Linked DNA regions of Sus scrofa: regions 1 and 3 are each linked to region 2. A link is a contact called in public Hi-C and HiChIP or PLAC-seq data. All regions are on one chromosome and are shown on one strand. The core of a region is the stretch at or near the end of the contact, and the rest is flanking DNA. Distances in the headings are between cores, read along the strand shown. Region 1 holds the start of NDEL1 (nudE nuclear distribution E homolog (A. nidulans)-like 1). Region 2 holds the start of MFSD6L (major facilitator superfamily domain-containing protein 6-like). Region 3 has its middle 4.1 kb from the start of RNF222.

What was found. Hi-C and Micro-C count contacts between places; a contact is called where the count stands out from the background. HiChIP or PLAC-seq counts read pairs in DNA pulled down with a chosen protein or histone mark.
Region 1: an H3K27ac HiChIP or PLAC-seq map of alveolar macrophages shows a contact between it and region 2. The contact joins the promoter of NDEL1 here to the promoter of MFSD6L in region 2.
Region 3: a Hi-C map of omental adipose tissue shows a contact between it and region 2, with 2.0 times the contacts expected there. The contact joins the enhancer-like site here to the promoter of MFSD6L in region 2. A contact is called at or near these places in 10 of 47 Hi-C or Micro-C datasets (embryonic fibroblasts, fetal heart ventricle, fetal liver and 6 more) and 2 of 2 datasets of contacts at active chromatin or transcription factors (alveolar macrophages and skeletal muscle).

The regions. Positions count from the first base shown.
Region 1 is chr12:53,600,376-53,603,733 of Sscrofa11.1, forward strand. It overlaps NDEL1 (nudE nuclear distribution E homolog (A. nidulans)-like 1), which reads left to right and starts at 1,458. Exons shown (of 9, transcript NM_001243862.1): 1 at 1,458-1,609.
Region 2 is chr12:53,907,623-53,911,064 of Sscrofa11.1, forward strand. MFSD6L (major facilitator superfamily domain-containing protein 6-like) reads right to left here and starts at 2,143. Exons shown (of 2, transcript XM_005674644.3): 1 at 470-2,143; 2 at 1-467. The coding sequence starts at 907. PIK3R6 (phosphoinositide 3-kinase regulatory subunit 6) reads right to left here. Exons shown (of 21, transcript XM_021067869.1): 21 at 3,377-3,442.
Region 3 is chr12:53,569,191-53,572,478 of Sscrofa11.1, forward strand. It overlaps a transcript of NDEL1 not described here. Among named protein-coding and RNA genes, the nearest start is that of RNF222, 4.1 kb to the left of the region's middle. Within about 2 kb of position 1,406, at least 7 of the 83 cell types and tissues checked have an H3K27ac peak or open chromatin away from gene starts, as enhancers often do. A contact at or near this core is called in alveolar macrophages, omental adipose tissue and retroperitoneal adipose tissue, where this site is marked.

The DNA.
Region 1 (3,358 bases), core at 208-2,707, 310 kb before region 2:
TAGGGGTCGAATTGGAGCTGTAGCCACTGGCCTACGCCAGAGCCACAGAGACGCGGGATCTGAGCTGTGTCTGTGACCTACACCACAGCTCACGGCAACGCCAGATCCTTAACTCACTGAGCAAGGCTGGGGATTGAACCCGCAACCTCATGGTTCCTAGTCGGATTCGTCAACCACTGAGCCACGAAGGGAACTCCGAAAACTCCTTTTTCTAGTTGAGTGACATTGGGCAACTTCATCTCGCTTAGTCTCGGTTTCCTCATTGGTAAAATGGGAATAATAACAGTACCTATCTCATGGGGTTATTGTGAGAATTGAATTATGCAGACAAAGCCTTTGGCACACCTGCCAGTACATACAAAGGGCACAGCAAAAGTAAACTGTTCAACCTGCTCTCCTTCAGAGTCTAACTCAAAGTTCCATACTTTCTAACACCCCAAATCACTTTTCAGATTTTCACTGGACATCTCTTAGAATCCATTTTGTGCTGTTCCCCTTTATGTCCATGCCTTGAGGCTCGTACCAACACATCATTGTGTCCAAAAGCCCCACAAATCCAGTCCCAAGAGCACTGACATAAGAGAATTACAGGGTACGTGAAACGTCCAAAGTTCCTAAAATTGCTTTTAAAACACTTCTCTTTCTCCAAGTTTCCACACACTAATCAGCTGCCCTTCATTTCTCTCCTTTCTGAGCCAGTCTCTCCCCACCTTCTCCCTCCACACCCCCAAGTCTTCTTCTCCAAGTCTCCTAGGGGATGTACATATATATGGATTCCATTAGTTGGGGGCCCTGAAGGGATGAAAACACGTACGCACATATGTACATATACATGGATATATTTATATTCCCTTGGTGCCCTCAATGAATCCATTCACTCATTCAACAAATATCTGAGCACCCACCCTGGGACCAAGCTATCTGCTGGGATAAGCAAGGAATGAGGTTCCGGTTCTCATGGAACTTACATCTTACTGGAGGAAGACAAGAAGTAGCATAAAATTTCAGCTAGTGGACGTGCCCTTAAACCGACATAGCTCCGTGTGAGAGTGTGACGGTGCTAGAATACACCTGGTACGGTATTGGGTGGTCGGGGTGGACTCGGATGTGAGATCTGAGCCGAGATTCTTCTTTCAAACGGGAACCCCGAAACAGACACTTGTAGGGTTTGGTGGATGAAAACTGGGAGGCGGGTTCTCATCTACGGTAGTGCCACTTTCCGGAACGCAGAGTCTTTCCGGGGACCCGCGAAAGTCGTAAACGGCACGCCGCGCGGGCCCGGGGCGCCTGCGCAGAAGGCCTCCGCCAGCCTGACGTCAGCGCGCCGGCCCGGCCCGGCCCCGTGTGACGCCATCCCTGCCACAGCCCCGCCCTAGCCGCCCGCGCGCTCGTGCGCATGCTCGGGCCCCGCCCCCGTGCGTCACAGAATGGCCTCGGACACCCAGGCAGCCTCTGACGTGTCGGGGAGGAGCCGGGCGCGGAGGTGCGCGGAGTGGAGCTCAGGACTGCGGCGGGGAGCGGAGCCGAGCGGCTGGGCGGGCCTGGCCAGGCCAGCGGAGCGGAGACGTCGGTCGAGCGGTGGCGAACATGCGCTTTTGACACATTGGAGGTGAGCCTGCCGTGCGGGGCCGCTCCCGAGGGCGCCGGACCCGGCCGACGGCGCCGAGGCCTGTCCCCGCGGAGCCTGCCAGCCCCGGGGGCTGTGTCCGAGCCCCCGCCGGGCTGGGCCGGGCCCGGGTTCTGGGGCGGCCAGTCCGGGGCCAACTGTTTCAACCGCTCTAACTGCCCCCTCCCCGCCCTGGTCCGAGGTGTGGCCCACCTGGGGCGCCTGGAAGGGAGCGAGCCGGGCGGCCTCCGGAGGATGTGCCCGCATCCGGGGGTGGGGTGAGGGATGGCGGGGACGGAGGCCGGGACGTGGCACCGTGGGCCGGGAAGCTGGTCGCGCAAGGGGTGGCTCCGCTGGAGGTGGCAGCGGCGCGCCCAGCCCTCCCCCTCCCCAGCCCCCATCCCGCATCCCTTCATCTGGAGGGTGGTTCGGAGCCAGGTTGGATTCTGAATTCTCGTTGCTTCTCTCCCACGGGGGGCGAGAGCGGAAGCTGCCCACCTTGAGCTCCGGTGGCATTCCTGTGATTGCCAGCTCCGAACTGCTAATTACCCCTCTCGGAGTTCAGGAAAGTGTCACCAAACGGGTTCGGGTTGCTTGTACTCGCCTTTGTTTTTTAGCTGGTAAGCAACGAAGTGACCCTTTTAAGGTTTGCCTGGGAATTGAGGGTGCTTCACGGATAATTTCATTACGTTTCTCTAGGCGCCTTTACACGTTTGAGAACACCCTTGTTATCTCGGCTTTGAACCTCATCACCTCGTTAGTGGTTGTCTGTGATTCTACCCATAGAGAAATTGAGACCAGGTCGGGTGGGGGTTTTGGTGATTTATTCTGTGGATTCCACCAACCAGTGAGAGGCTTCTCTTGGTTCAGAATTTGCGTCTCCCTGCCTGGAGTTGTGGTTTCTTTCCGTGAGATTTTTACATCCTTCTCAGCTGGAGAGCAAAATAGTAAATTTGACTTGCCAGAACTATACCAGAAGCTAGTAGAAGATTTATTCAAATTTTTTTCAGCAGACCCACCTAGGATGAGGATTGCTGCTCAGTTTTAAGAAAAATCCTACGCTGAAACTTGTCCACGGTTGGCTAATTATTTTGTCTGATAAGTTGTGTTGCTTTTAATTTGTTTATGAAAGAGGGTAATGGCTTTGCTAAGTCATGAAGTTGGGGGGGTAAAATGCAGCATTAAGTCGTGTTGAAGAGAATAAAAGGGAACTAAAATATTTCCTCTGAATTTTTATTAAGTTGTTTAAAATCAGATGTCATAAGGAACAAAATCCCCCCTTTGGCCAGCCCTGGTTTCACATTGACCTGATTCAGATAGAAGTTGCTAAATCTTATGAAGCTTTTTTTTTTTTTCCTGTTTTGGCGTAAATTTTTTGTTTTTGGCTGTGGTGTGCAGTGGCTTGATGTGGGATCTCAGTTCCCAGACCAGGGATTGACCCCAGGCCACAGGTGAAAGCCCCAAATCTAACTACGCTACTGCTCTGGAATTCCCTGTTTAGGTTTTTTTAATTAAATAAATTGAAATTGGGTGAGGAATGCTTAAAATAAGTAGAAACCTCAGTAAAAACTTAGATGTTGCTTTCATGATCTCTCCAACACTTATTTTTATTTTCATGTTAAGTCATGCTGGGGTAAATTTGGTTACTAAAGCTTAAAATTACTTCTGACATAAGTTTTTGCTCTTTATAAGGTAGAAAAATAAGTCAGGACCAAGAGGGAGACCATATTTATGCTCAACTTTGAAAAGTTT
Region 2 (3,442 bases), core at 893-3,392:
ACTCCCACTGACGTGCCCAGCAGCCTCCATAACCACAGGCTTCTGTAGCGGTCAGTGGCATCCACGAAGTCCAGGTATTCATAAAGGCTGTCATCTGCCACCTGCTCCAGAGGGGCGCTCAGCAGCTCCCAGAACACCAGGGAGCCCAGGGAGAGGAGGAAAGTCCACCGCAACCCTTCCAAGGAGAGGTCAAGGGCCTGGGCATTCCCCTTGGCTGCAGACTGGTTGGCTGGACTTGCCAGCGCTGTACCCCCAGCGTGCAAAGGGACAGCAGTACTGACCACGCTGAAAGCAGCTGCCCCAGGAGTACCTGTCACCCCTGAAGAGGTAGGATGGAGAACGCCCGATGTGGTCCTGGCCCCGTGGACGGAGCCCAGAGAGTAGCCAGGCAGGTGACTGACAGATTCTCGGCCACTCTCCCCAGGTCTTCCTCTGAAACCATCGGCTCCTGCGACCCCAGTACCCTCTGGGCTGGGCGCCTGGGCCCCCCGGCGGGGCGGTTGGAGGCTGGCTCCGGGGTCGAGGTGACGTTCACGGTTAGTGCGACCCCCGGTGGCAGGACCGTCACGGTCACGCTGTGGCTTCCATTACAGGGGCGGTCTCTGTCCAAGGGCGGCACCAGGACCATCAACAGGCTGGCTCCCACCGAGCCGAGCAGCGAGCCTATCAGAAGCACCCTCCGTTTCTGGTAGCTTTTGGCCAGGAAGGCACAGAATGGAGCCCAGAAGGTGGCGATCAGATGCTTGGTTCCCATTAGGATGCCCACCCAGGGCGCGGCCAAGCCCAGCTGCCGCAGGTAGAGGGTCAGGAACGGGGTCACGCAGGCATCCCGGACCCCACACACCAGGTGGAAGAGCCTGGCCACCCACAGCGCCCTGCTGATGTCCCATTGGGGGTTGGCGCTCATGGCTGCCCGGCTCCGTCAGACCCGGGCGGGCGGAGGGCGCGGCGGGGCGCGGGGCGGGCGCGGCGTCATGTCCCCGGGAGGGGGGCTCCGAGCGGGGACCGAGCCGCAGGGCGCCTCCAGCCTCCGGCGGCGCCGCGGTCACCGGGTCAACGGCCGCCCCCGCCCCCACGTCCGGCCACCGGCCCGGAAGTGGCCCCGCCCGGAGGACTCCGCACCTAGGGGCGGGGCCCGCGCACCTGCGGGCCGCACCTGCCACGTCCCCGGGCCTCCTGGCCGCACCTGCCGGATGTGCGCGAGGGTCGCGGACTGTGGCCTGCAGGGGGCGCTCCAGGCCGCCCCCTCCCTGGGCCGGGCGTTGCCCACCAAGCTGGGTTAGATCCCTGACCTCAACTTGGGTGGGAGGGAGAGGGAATAGCGTTCATGGCGTTAGCCCCGTTTTCACATTCCTCACATCTTCACTCACATGCCCCGCTGGTCAAGAACCAAACCCCATTTCCCTCAGTGTCCACCCTCACTGACAAATCCCGCCCCTTCCCCAGATTCGCACCCCCAGCCCACCGGGCCCCCTGCCCGGCTAATTTTTCTCCCTAGGACCGCGTTGCTGTCAAACACACTACCGGTTTCTGTTTCACGGTCTCTCTTGTTAACTGCCTGCCGCCATCAGGATCAAAGTGCTATTTTTGTCCCCAGGCTCTAGAACTGTTTGATGGGAACTGAGCTGCCTCTGGAAGAGGCATGACCTTAGGTGACACAGTTTTCTTTAAGGCAGATGATCCCTAGAGAGGGACTGAGGTCAGTCTTGAGGTGGCAGCTCCGCCAAGCAGTCCTCCCAGCCTCCCCCTAACATTATGCATGTACTAGATTGTTTAGGGGACACCGAAGAGTGCTTAGTTGTCCATTTTGGGTACACACAGACCACAGCGGGTTAGCTAACATCCCAAAGCCACCCTCCAGAGGCAGGGAATACAAGCATGTTAATAATCTGAAAATCAGCAGAAGTGGATTCATTAAGGAGCCAAAGGGATACTGGCAAAATTGCACCGGTGAAGCTGGTGGTCTCCAAGTCGCATGGGTTGTTACTAAAAATTCGGAGGTGTTTTCACCCTTGGTGAACAGGGCATAGGAACCCAGAAGTTCCTGCTGTGGCTCAACAGGTTAAGAAGCCAACATAATGTCCACGAGGATGCAGGTTGGATCCCTGACCTCGCTCACTGGGTTAAGGATCCCTCGATGCCGCACGCTGCCGTGTAGGTCGCAGATGTGGCTTGGATCCAGCGTTGCTATGGCTGTGATGTAGGCTGGCAGCTGCAGCTCCGCTTCCACCTCCAGCCTGGAAACTTCCATATGCTGCCAGTGCAGCCATTAAAAAAAAGAAGAAGAATCTAGAGATTCCAGCAGTCTAAACCCTTTGGAATGGTAGCCTTTACTCCAAGACGGCCCAAGGTCCAGCCAACTGTGTTCAGTGAACTTTGCAGCCAGGTTGGTGTGGAGCATCTCATCTGGCTGGGGCTGGGGCTGGGGCTGGGGGAGGAGAAGGGCTGCTTGCCAACACATGTCTGAATGCGCAGCCAAACTTGATCTACAACATGCTTTTTTGTGTGAGCTGATGGAGAGGTTGTTGGGGGAGGAGGCCAGGAGCTTTCCCCTAACTCTGTCAGCTGGTAAACTCTGCAAATGTTTATTTCAAGAACCTGGTCATCTGGAGATCCCGGCATGGCCTGGTGGTAACGAATCCGACTAGCATCCATGAGGATGTGGGTTCCATGCCTTCCGCTGTCCCCTGGCTCTGAGAATGTGATCAGAGACCTGCCCCGACTCCCGGGGCAATGAAGCCACAAGTGAAGAGCCTAACTCTTCATCCTGCCACTCCGAACTTGGAAGGGACTTGTCCACCCCACCGCCACCATCCCCTGCGACTGCCCAGGGGACAGGGATGGGCTTATACCCGGATGTAAGTGGCTGAACTCAAAAACCAAGAAATTTGGTATCTTTCCTTTTTCTTTTTTATTCTTTTTAGGGCCACCCCTGCGGCATATGGAGGTTCCCAGGCTAGGGGTCGAATTGGAGCTACAGCTGCCGGCCTAGACCACAGCCACAGCAACACCAGATCTAAGCCACATCCACAACCTACACCATGGCTCACAGCAATGCCAGATCTTTAAACCACTGAGTGAGGCCAGGGACTGAACCTGCATCATCATGGATACTAGTTGGGTTCTTAACCCACTGAGCCACAAGGGGAACTCCCGCATTTTAATCTCTGGCTCTTCTGAAACTAACCTGCATTCCCACCTCCGTTTGGGACAGAGCTGGTCAGGAGGCCCTCAAGTGACCAAGAGGGCTGGGCAGGTGGACAGAACACACCAGTAAATATTTCTTGAAGATTTTACCTGGCCTAAGCAGTTTCATGCAGTTGGACTGAGGAATGCCTCTGCTCTCTACTAAAATGCAAGTATGGATGATATTAGATGAAGGCAGAAACACTTTAGTGTGTATTTATTGAATCTGACATTTCTGTCTCAGCCAGAAGAGATG
Region 3 (3,288 bases), core at 156-2,655, 340 kb before region 2:
CATAAGCCACAGGTGAAGCTTAAAAAAAAAAAGAGATTGCCGGTGGCCAACAGACACATGATGAAAAGATGCTCCATGTCATTAGTCATCAAGGAAATGCAAGGTGATATCTCAAGCTGCAGCGTGAGTCACAGATCTGACTCGGATCTGGTGTCGCTGTGGTCGTGGTGTAAGCCAGCAGCTGTGACGATGCTGGATCCTTAACCCACTGAGCCACAAGGGAACTCCCAGGGCTCTGTGATTTTTTTTTTTTTTATGCCCCCCTCTTTTTTCTTCTGGCTAGAATGCCTTTCAACCTCATCACCTCCCCACTGGCATCTCTGTCTTTTAAGACCTTGAAGGAGGGGATCCTAAGTCATCTCTGGCCTGGTATCTATCAACAGGGCTCAGGAGATCAGTGTCTGTTAAATCAGCACATCTACCTTCTCAAGCCTAGCTCCTGTGTGTGTGTGTGTGTGTGTGTGTGTGTGTGTGTGTGTGTGTGTGAAGTCTGGGCGATGTGGTCATTCCACTTTATTCTAAACACCTTCGGAATGTGCACCAAAATTCCCTCTTCAGAGTCATAATGGACTGAGAATCTCGGGTCTGGCTGGAGGCAGAAGGATGAACCCGGCCCCCGGGTTAGAGCCGTAGCCACTGTACACGGATGTTGTTTTTGCACAAGCACGGTCTTGGGCAGGTTCTCCAGGAGGTGAGTCTGGGAAAGGGCGGCGGGGGGCGGGAGGGCGGGGTGGGAATGGGAAGGGAAGAGGAAGGGACTCGTGGAGGAATCTGGGGCTTTTCAAGGAGGAATCCCCAGGGGACTACTTAATCTAGTGGCTTTCTGTCCCGATAATTTTTGCCGCATCAAAGTACCGCATGTGCCACTGTGTACTGGATGTTTTTCCTAAACAGGAAAAAAAGAGAAAAGGAAACGGAGCCACATTTTACACATAAATATTTACTCGCACTTCATTCTGAGCATCCATACTGTGAAACCACAAGCCTAATGTTCTAATTATATTTTTTAATAAACAGCAAAATGATGACATACTGTTGAGTGAAAAAAATGGGTTCTCTTGGGTACCACGGGACGCCGTGGCTTGCGGGGACCTTAGCACTCGCAGATTTGAGACGTGTGGTGAGGGATGACGACCTGGGGAGCCACAGAGGCTTGGGATCCGGAGGGGAAAGAGGCCGCTTCAGGCCTTTTCAAGGCTAAGACTGGGTTTCCGTGCTTGAAAGCCCATTGGACGGGAAGGCCACTGAGTGGGCTCCACCAAAGGGACTCTGAGAAAAGGGGCGATAGCTTGGGCTTGAGGGTGGAACTGGCGAGGACGGCCGCGGACCCGAGGGTGCCGGCTGCGGGAGGAGGCCAAGGGTGGCAGGGGTGGGGCACCGGGCCTGCAGGAAGTCTGAGTAATGCCCCAACCCCGCGGAGGGGCGTGGGCTGCGTCCCTGCCACTCGCCCGGTCCTCCGCGTGCGCTCCCGCTTCCAGTCCCTCCACCATCCTCATAAAATACCCCACTGCAGGTGCAGAGCTGCCGTGGGACGGGTGGGGGAGGGAAGCTGAAGAAGTGGGAAGCCCAGGGCTTTCTTCCCCGGGTGGAATGTGGAAGGGAAACCTCTCTCCACCCCTCGGCGGTGATGGCAGCTGCAGGAGGAAGAGTGCTTGAAATGAGCCTTCGATGGGGGACTTTTCTGCGTCTTCACTCTTCATCCCCGTACTGACAGCCTCCCTGACAGCCGAGAGTCCTCTTGAGGCAGGTAAGGCCAGGGTCAGAGACAGAGTCAGGAGTCAAAAGCAAAAAGGAACATACACTGTATATATTTTTTCTGATTATAAAAAATGGCTCTCCTGGAGTTCCCTGGTGGCCCAAGGGGTTAGGGGTTTGGTATTTTCACCACTGTGGCTCAGGTCACTGCTGTGGCACGGGTTCAGTCCCTGGCACAGGAAATTCTGTATGCATGTGGGCCCACAAAAATGGCACTACTGTTGAAAAATACGTGGAAATTTCATAAGAGCATATGTGAAAAAGTAAAAGCTTAAGCTCTATACCACCTCTGCAGATAACTATTATAAAAATATGAATATTTTCGTATTTATTCTACCAGCCCCTGTGTGTGTACATATATATATACACACACTAAAAATAATTATATATTATATAATGTATGTAATTATAATTTGTAATTATTTTAAAATAAGTGGGATCACACTGAGTAAGTACTTTTAGGACCTGATTTTTTTCAGTTGTTATGTCATGATCCTCAATAAATTTTCTTTTACACGTTTTTTTTTTTTTTGCTGGCCCATGGCATATGGAGTTCCTTGACCTATGCCACTGTGGCAACCCAGGATCCTTAACCCACTGTGCCCTCGGGGACTGAACCTGTGTCCCAGTGCTCCAGAGATGCTGCTGTCCCACTTTGCCACAGTGGGAATTCTTTTATACACTCTCTTTTTTTATTTTATTTTTTTTGTCTTTTTGCCATTTCCTGGGCCGATCCCCGGCATATGGAGGTTCCTAGGCTAGGGGTCTAATCAGAGCTGTAGCTGCTGGCCTGCACCAGAGCCACAGTAACGCAGGGTCCGAGCCACGTCTGCGACCTACACCACAGCTCACGGCAACACCAGATCGTTAACCCACTGAGCAAGGGCAGGGACCCAACCCGCAACCTCATGGTTCTTAGTCGGATTCGTTAACCACTGCGCCACGACGGGAACTCCTATACCCTCATTTTTTAATGGATATAGTCATTTATTTAATTGATCTATTGATATTTAAGTTGTTTCCTATTGTCCCCTATCATAAAAACCTTCTGCAGTGTGGGTTTTTTTTTTTGCAAAATCTTTGTCTTATTTCCTTTGTTGACCCTAAAAATAAACAGCCAGTTAGTTATTTTGCCAGCAAAAAAAATTTTTTTTTCCCTCGGAGGGAAGAGTAGAGGAACTGCCATCTGGGGCAAGCAAGTATAACAAGAACCATAGCCAAATCCAACAAAGAGCAATATTGCTTTATAGAGCAAAAGGGAGCAGTTGGGAAGGGTTATTTTGAAGAAAGTCAATTGGGGGAAAAGGACGGTCAGGATGGTGGGCACTTCCCATTGGCTGGGCCAGTTGCTAGGCGATGAGAATTCTTCCTCCTTGAGGGGTCTGTAATTGATGTGGCTTGGTAGCGCCTGAGGGCTCCCCCTCCTGGTCTCCCAACTTCACTTTATTTATTTGTTTGTTTGTTTATTTGTTTATTTTGCTTTTTTTTAGGGCCACACTCGTGGCATATGGAGGTTCCCAAACTAGGGGTCTA